2 separate regions of the Macaca mulatta genome follow, and region 1 is linked to region 2. Evidence: chromatin contacts called from public Hi-C data. All regions are on one chromosome and are shown on one strand. Each heading gives the region's core, a stretch centred on a gene start, on an enhancer-like site or on the middle of the called end of the contact. The rest is flanking DNA. Distances are from core to core; before and after follow the strand shown. Region 1 holds the start of C1H1orf159 (chromosome 1 C1orf159 homolog). Region 2 holds the start of TNFRSF4 (TNF receptor superfamily member 4).

What was found. A called contact is a pair of places that touch in the nucleus more often than the background predicts.
Region 1: a contact with region 2 is called in a Hi-C map of CD4 T cells, with 3 times the contacts expected there. The contact joins the promoter of C1H1orf159 here to the promoter of TNFRSF4 in region 2. A contact is called at or near these places in 2 of 14 Hi-C or Micro-C datasets (CD4 T cells and liver).

The regions. Positions count from the first base shown.
Region 1 is chr1:239,571,856-239,578,328 of T2T-MMU8v2.0, reverse strand. C1H1orf159 (chromosome 1 C1orf159 homolog) reads right to left here and starts at 3,911. Exons shown (of 11, transcript XM_077981664.1): 1 at 3,864-3,911.
Region 2 is chr1:239,465,534-239,472,331 of T2T-MMU8v2.0, reverse strand. It overlaps TNFRSF4 (TNF receptor superfamily member 4), which reads right to left and starts at 1,747. Exons shown (of 7, transcript XM_001090870.5): 1 at 1-1,747. It overlaps SDF4 (stromal cell derived factor 4), which reads right to left. Exons shown (of 7, transcript XM_077981489.1): 5 at 4,489-4,647; 6 at 4,131-4,353; 7 at 2,602-3,415. The coding sequence ends at 3,364.

The sequences.
Region 1 (6,473 bases), core at 2,662-5,161, 100 kb before region 2:
GCTTCCGCTGCACCCGTGTAGCTAATGCTGGTCATCTTCAGAGCAAGCAAAGGAAGCCAACGTGAAACGTAGCTTTAAGGGCCCAGTGAGAACTGTCTGGGAGCCTTAAACGCAGGCCTCTCTATCTAAAGATCCCCTCTCCTGCTTTGATAGAAAACAAATACCGCGAACCCCTTGATGGGCTGTGAAGGAGACATCCCCCTTTGTTGAGGTGCACGGTAGACGCTGCCCACCTACCCGTGGGCTCAGCACACCCAGTCGGGCTGTTGCCGTAGGTGGAGCAGGGCAGGATCGGGCCCACCCCCCACCAGGAAAGTCAGGCCAGCATCAGGTGATGGTCAGGTGGCTGTTAACTGTCTCTCCAAAAGAACTGGTTGCAGCCAGCGCCAGGGAAAGGCAGCTCCCAATAGCTAGAAAACACCCGAAACTGGTAGCGTGTGCACTGAGAGGCAAAATGGCGGCGTGTAACTGGTCTATGACCTTCCAGGGACGTTTGACAGGCAAGGGAAGAACGCCTCAGGTGAGCATGAGCACTACTCCAGTGAACACACGGCGCATGCTCCCTCCCTCCAGGGACCACATGGCGCATGCTCCCTCCCGCAGGGCGCACACGGCGCATTCTCCCTCCAGCAGGGCGCACACGGCATATGCTCCCTCCCTCCAGTGAACACACCGCGCATGCTCCCTCCCACCAGTGACCACACAGCGCATGCTCCTTCCCTCCAGGGACCACACCGCGCATGCTCCCTCCCTCCAAGGACCACACGGCGCATGCTCCCTCCCGCAGGGCGCACACGAGGCATTCTCCCTCCAGCAGGGCACACATGGCGCATGCTCCCTCCCGCCAGTGAACACACCGCGCATGCTCCCTCCCACCAGTGAACACAAGGCGCATGCTCCCTCCCTCCAGGGACCACACCGGGCATGCTCCCTCCCTCCAGGGACCACACCGGGCATGCTCCCTCCCTCCAGTGACCACACCGCGCATGCTCCCTCCCACGTGCAGCAGGCTGCTGCGTGGGTGGACAGCCCACCCTGAGGAAGGATCAGGGAAGAAGGGGTGCAAGACCCTAGACGCCTGCCAGCGTATAAAACCCTAAGTCAAAAGGTGAAACCACGCACCTGATCTCTCACAGTGCCAGCCTGGCCCTCTTCCAAGGGTACTTCCTTTCATTCCTGCTCTAAAGCTTCAACTTTCACTCCTGCTCTAAAACTTGCCTCAGTCTCTCCTTCTGCCTCATGTCCTTCCACCGAATTTTTTCTTCTGAAGCGGCGAGATTTGAGGCCACCGCTGACATACTTTGGGGCCGCAACTCAGATACATTCTGCAGGTAACAGAGCTCTGCGGGCTCACCTGAGCTCCATGCTCCATCTCAGCACACACAATCCTCAGCCGGAGTGGTGAGAAGCGGTGGCTCTTTCTTTTCTTTGTGAAACAGGCTGGAGTGCATCGTTGTGATCTCGGCTCACTGCAGTCTCCACCTCCGGGGCTCAAGTGATCCTCCTGCCTCAGTCCCTCGAGTAGCTGGGACTGTTAGTGGCAGAACATATCCCACTTCTGACACCAAAGCACGCTAGCAGCAGTGAATCTCAATTCTTCCCTCCTCGGAAGAAAGAATTTGAGCGGCAGGAGGCAGAAGAGAGCCAGGCAGTTTTACAACAGGAGCAACAGTTGATGAAGAAGCTTTGGAGCAGGAATGACAGGAAGTAAAGCACCCTTGGAAGAGGGCCAGGCGGGGGACCTGAGAGATCAAGTGCGTGGTTTGACCTTTGACTTCGGGTCTTCTACCGGCAGGCTTCCGGGGTGTGTTACTTCTCCCAGTTCTTCCCTCGGGGTAGGCCATCCTCACGCACGGCTGCCAGCACTTGGGAGGAAGTATGCGCAGAGTTTACTGGAGTTGTGCCCACGCTCCCTCTAGGCCTTCTTTTTTGAGACAGAGTCTCGCTCTGTCACCCAGACTGCAGTGCAATGGTGCAATCTCGGCTCACTGCAACCTACCCCTCCCGGGTTCAAGCAATTCCCTCCTGCCTTAGTCTCCCGAGTAGCTGGGACTACAGGCGAAGGCCACCACGCCCAGCTAATTTTTGTATTTTTATTAGAGACGGGGTTTCACCATATTGGCCAGACTGGTCTCGAACTCCTCGCCTTGTGACCCGCCCACCACCACCCCCCGGCCTCCCAAAGTGCTGGGATTACAGGTGTGAGCCACCACGCCCGGCCAAGGCCGCCTTCACTGACCAGCCAAATGTCCCTGGTAGAGGGGCCCTCTTCTGCCCTGCTCATGTCTGACTAGCAACCTACTTTAACGGGCCACAGGCGCTTGCCACCATGCCTGGATAATATTTTGTATTTTTTATAGAGACGGGGTCTCCCTATGTTGCCCAGGCTGGTCTCAAGCGATCTCACACCCCAGCACCTACAGCTGTTCTTTAAATGAGCTACCCAATAAGTCAAAGCTAAGGTGGAGAGCAGCGGCAAGGCAGGGAGGGGCTGGGAAGTATCTCGGGGGTTCCCGGGATGCTGCCCGTGGACCCCAGCGCTGAGGTGACTGCGCGTGGAGACACCTGCCTGACCGGCTTTTAGGAGGAGTACTGGGGGCAGGATGTGTGTGTGTCAGGAAAAGAACGTTTCTGTATAATTCATAAACATGTATGTTAAAAACAACGTGGCCATGACGCATCCTGGCTGAACGCAAACGGGGAACGGAAACCTGAGTAATTGGGCTCATCACTGAGCATCCCGGGCGGCTGCCCCTACTCCGGGGCTCGGTACCGGCACCCTCTGCGAGGACGACGGTTTCCCAGGTTAAGCCATCAGGAAACGGGAAGACGCCTAAGAATGATACAATGGACTCTGGAGGAAAGGGTGGGAGGGGGCGAAGAATAAAAAACTACAAATAGGTTGCAGTTTGTACTGCTCGGGTGATGGGTTCACCAAAATCTCTCAAAAATCACCACTAAAAAGCTTACCCATGTAACCAAACCACCTGAGCAGTAACCTACGGAAAAATAAAAGAGGAAGACGCAGCTCTGCCTTCTCTGCACACTGTGGTAATACTAAGAAAAACGAAAACCAGAAACAGGGTGCCAAGTTTGACATCCTGAAATTTAACAGGACGAGGCGGGTAAGAATTCAGTCACAAAGTAGTTTCCCAGGGAAGAAGCCGCGTTTGCTTTGAAACGTGGTAACAAATGCACCCGAACACCTGGGCTTAAATTACACTCAAACATCGACTCGCTGCCACCGCAACGACGCGCTCCTGAAAGACAGCCCACCCACTAGCCCTCGGCTACTGCAGGTGACAAACGGACAAAAACAAATCCCAAAGCCTCGCGGGAAAAAGACCCGAATCGTGGCCGACTTCTAGGACACCGGGGACCACCGGGGACCGCCGGGGCCCCCACTCCCGGCTGCGAGGAAGGAGAGGCGAGCGCGCCTCCTTTCTTCTCCGGGGGGCCCGTCCTGTTCCCTCCCCAGGGACCCCTTCCCCTGTCCCGGGAGCCCCTCCCCTCCCCAGGGACCCCCTCCCTTGTCCCGGGACCCCCTCCCCGCCCCTCCCTGGGCTCCCCCTTCCCTCCTCAGACGCCCCTTCCCCTCCCCAGGCGTCCCGCTCGGCCTGGGCGCCTCTCCCCAACAGGACGCGGCCAGGCTTGCTGGGAGGCGGCGACGAGGACGCGGGCCCAGGCGCGGACGGCTTCTCCGCGCGCTGAACGATGGGGGACGTGCAGGGGGCGTCCCTCGGGCCGGGCCGGGCCGCCGACCTTTGTCTGCCTCTCGCGCTCCCTGCGCCGACCCAGCCGCCCAGACTGACCCCGGCGCCCCCACCCGCTGCCTTCACGCCCGCCCCCAGCCCCTCACTCACCCGGGCGGCCTCCGAGTTTCTCTTTCGTACACCCCGCCCTCAGGCGGCGGCGCCGCGCCCCCTGGGACTTGTAGTCTTTCTTCCGCCCCGGCCCCGGCGCCAGGCCCCGCAGCTCCCACAGAAAACTACAACTCCCGGAGGCCCGCGCGAGAGCCGCCCTCGCCCGGTGGTACCGTCGCGCGAGGCCGTGGGTGGGGTGCCGGGGCGGGGCGCGGAGCGCCCTGGGAAATGTAGTCCTGGAAGACCCGGCGTACGATTCGGGCCACCCCCCGATAGGGAGGGACTACATTCCCCAGGATTCCTCGCGCGCCGGCTGCTTGGCGTTGCCGGGAGACGGGGCGGGGCGTCGTCGGGGTCTCCCGGGCGACGGCCCAACAGTCGGCGTCCTTAGTGTTCCGCAGGTTTAGGCGGAGGCGGAGCGTTTGGGGGCTGCCGGGGCGGTGGCTTCGGCTTCGGCTTCGGCTTCGGCTTCGTCTGCACCAGGTTTGGCCGCGGGCGCGCGGAGCCCCCGCCCTCCAGACCCACGGAGCGCCCCGAGCGCCTCGCGAGCCGCCGCCAAATGCGCCCGAGGTCCGCGGCCGGCGCCTGTGCTGGGACCTCGGCTGCCGGGGTCGGAGCGCGGCGGGAGAGACCCCGGCTCGGGTGCGGGGCTAGGACGGCTGGGACCTGGAGGGCTCCCGGGGCTCCGCATCTCGGACGGGCCAGGGCCCTGCGGCCTCAGGACGCTCCCCCGTGAGTCTCGGCTGTCCCGGGGTCCGGGTGGCGTCGCTGCCGCACAGGCCGGGCGCGTGGGTTTCTCCGGGACTCTGCCTCTGAGCCACCCTCGGAGGAAAAGGACCGCTCTGCGCGTCCCGCGGCTCTCGCAGCTTTCGGCGAACACCTTTAAAGGAGCTCCCCGAAGGAACTGGGGGCGTCCGTCCGCTCATCAAAGGCTTGGGTCCTGTCGGTGTCCCCGGGCCCTCTCCTGGCTGGGCCAGCGCACAGGGTTGGGGGCCGCTGCAGGTGTCCCGGGGCCCCCAACCTCCCCAGACCCCCCAACCCCCTAGGATGCCCCCAGATCCCCCAACCCCTCAGACGCCCCAAACCCCCAGACCCTCCAGCTCCCTTGGCTCCCGGGAGCTCCTAGGCCCACCCTGCGTGCTCTCTGGGGTTGTTCCCCGTTGGTGGACGCCGCTTCCGGATTCCCTCCCAAGTTTAAACGCCAGAGATTTCAATGGAAATAAAGCTCCCATCTTAACAGCGTGAGGATGATTTCTAAACAGGAGTATTGGGGACAGGTGGGGAAGCCACGCTTATATCTTCTCTTTAGAAGGACAATGTTCGTCTGAGGGTCCATCCCAGGGTTCCCTCGGGGCCTCTGTGGAGGAATTGATGCCACCAGTGCCTCTGGCCGTGGGACGCCTAGGCGTGGGCGCCCAGCACTAGGGCTTCGCTGACAGCTGCAGGGTTTCCGGCCATGCGCCCGCGGATGTGCAGCTTCTGTGTGTCGGCCCCATTAAGAGGAACCTGTCCTGGGCGACGTTTGAGGACCACGGGGAGGACACAGTCGCGGTCCCCTTCTCGGAGTCGAGTCTGTGCCACGGGCTCTTGTCGTCTGCGGCACCTCATCGTGGAGCTGAGCCAGTGTTTCCACTTCCTTTTTGTGTGTGTGTGTTTGAGACAGGGTGTCACGCTGTCACGCAGGCTGGATGCAGTGGTGTGATCGAGGCTCACTGCAGCCCGGACCTCCTGGGCTCAAGTGATCCTCCACCTCTGCCTCCAGAGTAGTTGGGACCACGGGTGTTTGCCACCATGCCTGGCACATATTTCTTTATTTTTTGTAGAGACAAGTCTGTTTTGCCCAGGCTGGTCACAAACTCCTGGGCTCAAGCAGTCCTCCCGCCTGGCCCTCCCAAAGTGCTGAGATTACAGGCGTGAGCCACCATGCCTGGCGTCCACTTTCTTGACTATTTCCTGAAGACCAGCATTTCCCAGCTCATTTCACAGGTGCAGAAGCTGCTGTGTCAGTTTCAAGTCCCTACCCCTTGGCTTGGCCTGGGACTGTGACCCTGGGTGACCACGTCCTTATGCTGGAGCTTGGTGCATGAGTGTCCCCGCCCCTTGTTCCATCACTCACGGTGGTCTGCACCTCTCCACACGTTGGCCCCTGTCAGGGGGAAGAGGGCAAAGCCCTGGGGCTGCAGGAAGCTGTGCAGTGCATGGGCGTGTGTGCCTTGGGCCTGGGCTGCAGGCCCCAACAGGGCCCGCCCTGCACCTGCCAAACTGTGCTCTGAGACTGGCACCCACCCGACCTCTGGGAGCAGAGCCCCTACAGGCCTGGGCCAACCTGACAGCAGCTGCCTGGGCACTGGGCATTCCCTCGTCTGCCAGGCGGGCAGTGGATAGCTAGTCCTCTCCCTGGGGAAGGGAGATGAGGCCACACGAGATGTCCCTGGAGTCTCCTGAGGAACCCCACGGGGTGCACGTTCCCGAGAACATGAAAGGGTGCAGGATTCCAGTAGGCCAGGTGGAAACGTAAGGACATCTTAGGGTCGCATCAAGTTGAACGACAATCTCTAGACTAAAACAGAAAGGACATTTACTACCCTAAGGGCCGCTTGGGCTGAATCC
Region 2 (6,798 bases), core at 498-2,997:
GGCACAAAGGCGGGGTCTGGACACCCCCAGCATTGGCTTATTCTGCCTTCTGCCCTCTTCGGCCCAAGACCACCATGTTCAGACCCCAGGGCACAGTAGGGCCTGGCCTGCGACTCAACCCTCAGCAAAAAGGTTCATGGAGCACGTGGGTAAACTGAGGCAGCACTGAGTCAGGAGCGGCAACTGTTCAGTCTGGACCTTCGGAGCTGTGACACTGCTGGACCATGGTCCCCCTTGAGTGCCCAAGACTAGCTCTGAGCAGCAGTGACCACAGCCATGGTAAGACAGACACCCACGGCCAGGCGCTGTGGCTCATGCCTGTAATCCCAGCACTTTGGGAGGCCAAGGCAGGTGGATCACCTGACGTCAGGAATTCGAGACCAGTCTGGCCAACATGGCGAAATCCCGTCTCTACTGAATACAAAAATTATTTGGGCGTGGTGGTGGGTGCTTGTAATTCCAGCTACTCGGGAGGCTGAGGCAGCAGAATCGCGTGAACCTGGGAGACAGAGGTTGCAAAGCTGAGATCGTGCCACTGCACTCCAGCCTGGGCGACAGAGCGAGGCTCCGTGACCAGGGCCCACGCTGAGTGTGCCTGAGCAGGGCAGGTGTCTACGGCTGAACTGTGCCCCTTAAATTCCTGCGTGGAAGCCCTAACCCCCATGTGGCGGTGTTTGGAGACAGGCCTCCGAGGAGGTCGTGAGGGTGGGTCCTGGATGACCTGGCACACGTGGACACGCAGGCAGGTTTCTCCCTTGATGCAGACAGCTCTCAGGTTCCACGGGTTGCCCAGAGAACAGGAACTGCCTGGAGAGCCGGGGAGCAGGTGCGGGGCCAGAGGCTCCCTGGGTCCCTTCTGTACCTTTCAAGTAACTGTGACCAGCCTGTGATTATCCAAAAGTTCATTTTTAAAGTTGCCAAGTGGAGAGGGGCCTCTAGGGGAACAGAGCAGCGGGGAAGGGCCTGGAAATCCCCTCCTCCCAGAAGCACAGGAAACAGCTGCCTGCCCTCTGCCCACCCGCGGGAAATTCCCAGCCATGGAGGCCGCTGGGCCTGGAGGGGGAAGGAGTGGAGGGAGAGGCCACTCACCCTTGTACTGAGGGTCCCTAACTTGGTCACCCTCCCCATAACCCCACAAGTAGAGAGGATCCTGGAAGGGCTCAGAGCATCCCAGACAGTGCGTGTGCGTGCATGTGCACACCCCAACCCAGGTGGGCAGAAGAGGAAAGTTCTGGAATTTTCTGGAAGTTTCCGCCCAGCGTTCACATGGGTTTCCCACCGACAGTGAGAAAAAGCTTGTATTTGCAATTGGTTTCTTGGAGGTTCAGGTGAGCTGGGGGTCTTGATGGGCAACACTGCTCTCCTGGGGCCTAAGTGGCCGCGTCTGCCCACAAGTGCAGTGAGTGGGGCCCATGCACCATGGAGAGGGCACCCCCAGCACGTTGCTGGCACCTGCAGTGGCCCCAGGGTAGGGCATGGCCCCTCCTGCTTGAAGCTGCCCAGGAAGCTCAGGTCTCCTTGTCCTGGGCTGAAGCTCACAGGTCCGAGAAAGCCCCGCTGTGTCCACGGAACCGGATGTGGAGTGGCCACAGGAGACGGACACCGACCCAGAGCTGAGGACACCCGAGGTCTGCAAGGCAGCCTGCAGCTCAAACCGCATCCCCAGGGGCTGGGCTCTCCACTCTGCACAGTGGTGTCGCGGGCGGCCCAGGGCAGCCCGCGGGTGGCCACTGCTCCTCCAGTACCAGACTGGAGGTGGCCGGGGCCTCGGAAGGGTCAGGTGCCGCCACACACCCAGCTGTCCCCCCGCCCTCATGTCCAGTCCAGCATGGCCTCAGCTCACACCTCCCACTTCTGGGTGAATGGCCCTCAGCTGCTGAGGCTGTGATGGTCCCTGGCTCTGGCCTGGGGCCATGGATGGGGAAGGGCAAAGTCCAGGCCACCGAAGGTTGGCTCCAGGGAATTACAGCCCCTTCCAGTAGGGCACGGGACCTTCCTCCCAACACCTGCCTGGCCATGGCTCTGTGAATCCTGTTTGCCTGGGAACCAGCCCAGGTGCCAACCTGCCCTCTCGGCCCCGTAGGAGCACCTGGGCAGGTGGGCTCCGGGCAGAGGCCAGTCACACGGGCACTGCAGGGCAGACTGAGGAGGGGGCACTCCTGGCTTCCTTGAGCTCCCGCCGGGAAAACCAGGAAAGAGCCTGGGCCCCCACACGCCACAGGGCGGGACCCCCACCAGCCGTCCTCACACCCCCCCTTCTCTGCCCCTCCCGGGGCTGGGCCCGCCCCTCTGCACCCGAAGGCCTTGCCATCCTCCACCCAAAACTCCCCTAGGTGGCTCTGGCTCCTGCCTTAAATGTCCAAACCCCAAACTCAATGGACACTTCTGCTGCCCTCAGGACCCCTGCTCTCACACACAGCGCTGCCCCCCGTCCTCCCAGAGCCCCTGCCGTCCCTGCCGGCCAGGAGAATCACCTCCGACGGGCCACGACCTCCGCCTGACCCAGCATCTGCCTCCAGCGGAAACTCTGACCACAGACGTGCCACGCTGGTGTTGTGTTTTGTTTCACACCCAAAGAATGAAGCTGACCAAAAAGGCAACTATGTTTACAGTAAATTAATGTGATTCTTGTCACAACAAATATTCGCATTTTCTCAGCGGCAGCTGTGGGACCTGGGTGGCTCCAACCTGCCAGGCCCGGGAAGGACCAGGCGCCCTCCCCTGAACTTCGTGGCTACTCATTTCCAGCGAAGTTTAATCTATTTTTAATAATCGTTCAGTTTTCAAGGAAACGGAGAAGCTGTTATTTCCCACGGAGCGGTGGCCCTGGGAGGGGCCGGGCCCAGAGGTTCCGGCCGCGATGCGGTCAGCGCCGTCGGCAGAGTGCCTGAAGCGAGATTTCGTTCTCAGAAGTGAGATGCAGCGATTTCGAGGGACCAGGGAGGAGGAGGCGCCGCGGAGCCGCAGCCCAGCCCCGCACCCCGGCCGCATCACAGCAGAAGCTTCGCCGGGGTGCGCGCCGCGGTGGGGACGCCTCGCTGAGCCTCGCGGGGGTGCGCGCTGTGGGGGGACTCGTCGCTGATCAACTGGGGCGGCCACGGTCGGCCGGTGGTGGGTGGCAGGGAGGGGCTGGGGTCCGGGACAGCCACGGAGCCTGGAGTCACCCGCGGGGCCGCTCTGGTGGTGCGCGGGGCGCGCTGGGCGCTCAGAACTCCTCGTGCACGCTGCGCGCGTAGTCCACCAGCTTGCTGCCGGTGAAGAACTCGCTGTACTTGAGCACCTCCTCGGGCTCCAGGTGGTGGTTCTGGTTCTCGTCCGCGACCGCGATCATCTGCTTGGCCTCGTTCAGGGCGTTGTACTCGTTCATGGGGTCCATGTAGCTCTGCGGGCGAGCGGGGCACAGGTCAGCATCCGCCTTTCCCCCTCCCAGTGCCAGCCGCCCGGGAGGCCCTCCCGGCTCCGCTCGGGGGAGGAACAGCTGGGCCCGAGCTCCGCGGTCATCCACACGAAGTGGCTATTTAAGGTGCCTGCTGGCTGCAGCAGGAGTGTGGGCATGTTCTGGAAGGTTCCCGAAGGGAGGCGGCACAAATGAGAAGGGCACAGGGCAGGGAGAAGCCGGGGGCCCTGGAAGGCCTGCCCGTGGCCGGCAGGGGTCACGGGGTACAGGGGCTACCCCGGCCTGAACCCCAGTTCTGAAGGATCCCTAACCTGGGCCGGGCTCACTGGCTGTCGCCAGGGATCACAGGATTCTACATAAAAACAAGGTGACTCATTCAGCAGTGGAGACAAACAAGCCTACACATGATACCAGTGAAAACGCTTCAAAGGAAGGTGGTAAATTCCAGCCATGTGGCACAGGCCGCCCCGCCCACCTGCACCTGCCTCCAAGTTGGGCCCAGCAGGAGCTTCCCCTTGTGGTCCCGTTAAAAACGGGCCGTGAGAACCTGAGGATGGAGCCCGGCCAGGCTCGCCTGTCTCTGATCCATTTGAACCTAAACGCCAACCATGGCCACGCGGTCTGGTGGACGCCGCTGAGCAAACGCCCCAGTGACCGGCCCAGGGGGAGTTTCAGGCTGGACACCAGCATGGCTTCCTGTCTCAGGCCCAGATCCGCCGGCCCCTCCGCACACAGTGCCTCGCAGGGCTGGCTCCGGGACGCGGCTGCACCAGGGCTCACCTCCAGCTCCTCTGCCGTCACGATGCCGTCGTGGTTGGAGTCAATGAGCTCCTCAAACTCCTTTTTTCTGTCTTTCACCCAGTTGTCGTCAATGTCCTGGCCCTGCTGGTTCTCCACGGTGCCCACGGGCAGGGAGACGAACTCCGGCAGGGACAGCTGCTTGTCCCCGTCCTGGTCTGTGAGACGGGAACGGATCAGCCCACACCCAGGCTGGGGCTCCCGCAGGACCTTACCCGACTTCCCGGCGATGCCCAGCCCCTGCCGTTGGTCCCCGGGCCCTGGCGCGCCAGCCAGGCTGGACCCAGCCTCACCCAGGTCCCGGACGATCTCCTTCACCATGAACCTGAGCATCCCCCGGCTGTGCTCGGGGTGGAGGAACGACAGGAACTCCTCCTCCGTCAGCAGCAGGTCCGCGGGGGGGCTGTCTGCCTGGTACCAGCGGTCCTTCAGGTTCTCCAGGACTTCCTGTGCTGAGAGGGGCGCAGCCTGTGGGCATCGAGGCAGACAGACGCCGGCACGCAAAGCCAGAAAGCTCCGAGAGGTGCTGCCTGAACTCGAGGGACATAGCCGCCCACGAGACCGGGGCCCCACCCTCCAGGATTCACAGGTCCCCCGGACATGGCCCAGACAACCAAGACACAGCCTGGACCCCCCGCCAGGACATAACCCAGAGCCCCCCACAGGCCTGATCCCCAAAGACAAAGCTTAGACCCCCCAAGATATGACCCAGGCCCCCCCAAACACAGCCTGGACCCCCCACACAGCCCAGATACCCCAAGACAGCCTGGACCCCCTACCCTGGACCCCCGATACATGGATGGCCATGACTCCCCACGGACACAGCCCAGACTCCCAAGTCAGAATCTGGACCCCACACAGCCTGGACCCCCAAGACATGGCCTGGACCCCCCACACAGCCCAGACACCCAAAGACATGATCCAGAACCTTCCCATGGCCCAGAATCCCCAGGACATAGCTCAGACCCCCTCATGCCCGGGACCCCTCAGGATGGGCCTGGGCCCCCCCACACACCCGCATCTGCCCCTCCGGAGGAGCCAATCACCCACACGCAGGACCGCCCTGGCGCCGCAGGGCAAAGGACTCACTGCCCTTTCCGTTTCCGTCATGTGTGACGTCACAGGGAGGAAAACACAGTTTCTAGAAATGACTGAGACAGGGGCTGAGCAGAGCCTCCCGGCTGGGACACGGTACTGCCTCTGGGTGTGTGGCCCCCGCGCTCCCGCTGTGCCCTCCCGGCCCTGACGACCCCTCACCCCGAGGTCCCCACGCATCCCAAGGGCCCCATGCCACCCTCAGTCCGGGCCTGTCTCGGTCTCCAGGGCAGAACCACAACCTCCTGCCCCATCTTGGGGCTCGCTGTGGTCAGTGGCCAAGTCCAGTGTTGAGGCTCAGCCCCTGCAAGTAAGGCCCGACTCTGCCCTGGCCGCAGCCCCTGCCACAAACACCGCAGCCTCTGGGTCACAGTCACTGCAGGAGGATGAGGCCTAGTTGCCGTCTCCTCATCCCTTTCTGAACAACCTCCTCCTACACGACCAGTTCACTTAAAGGAAGACAGGAGTGACGGGGCTGAGGGTCCTGGGGCACCCCTCCCTGTCTGGCTCCACCGCAGCTCCTGGGAGGGATGGACGGGGCTGAACTGAGACTCACTCAGGACAGGCACAGATGCACCAGACAGGCCGGCTGAGAGCTGCCTTCTCCAGCACAGGATTCTCACAGCCGCCGCCCAGCCCCAACCTCAGACCCAGAGAGATGTAGCAACGGAGGCAGGGGACAGGGGCGATGCCCGCCTGCCATGCCTTCACCGCAGTCCCCAGAATCAGGTCTGCAGCACGAGAACAGCAGCCCCAGGACTCATGCCATGGCCCTCACAGGAGCCATGCAGGGAGGGGTCGGAGGTCGCTGGAGCAACGCCTACCAGTGCTTCCCAGGCCCTCCCTCCCAGGACCTGGCCACTGCTCTTCCCGAGCCAGAAACCAAATACTGGCTGGGGTGGGGGGTCCTAGGCACCCCGAGGTCGGGGGGACCAAGACGGATCGGACACGGCTGGGCAGGGAACGGCACCTCAGCACGCACGGGGACCTCCAGAACGCAGAGTGAATTCTACATACACCTCTGCTGAGCCCCAAAAGTAGACGAAGGCTTCACAGGGATGTCACAGAGCTCTAGGTCCAGGTGGGACATGTCCTGGGCAGAAAATGGCACCAAGGACAGACAGACACAATCGGAGTTGGGGCGCGGGCAAACACAAGGGCCTCCCACCACAGCACATCGCCAGCAGGCTGGACTTGCTGCACAAAAGCTCACCAACGGGACGAAGGTTAAAGGCACCGGCAGGACAGCAGGGAACGCGGGACCCGGGTGGAGGCACAAACCGTGTGCGGTGAGGAAAACGTAAACCACTCTTTCAGAAAGGAAATAATAACATCCAATTTGGCCAGGTACTGGGATTTGTGCCTGTAATCCCAGCACGCTGAGAGGCTGAGGCCGGAGTTCGAGACCAGCCTGGGCAACACAGGGAGATCCTCTTATTTTGAGTTTAGTTTTTTTTTTTTTTTTGAGACGGAGTCTTGCTCTGTCGCCCAGGCTGGAGTGCAGTGGC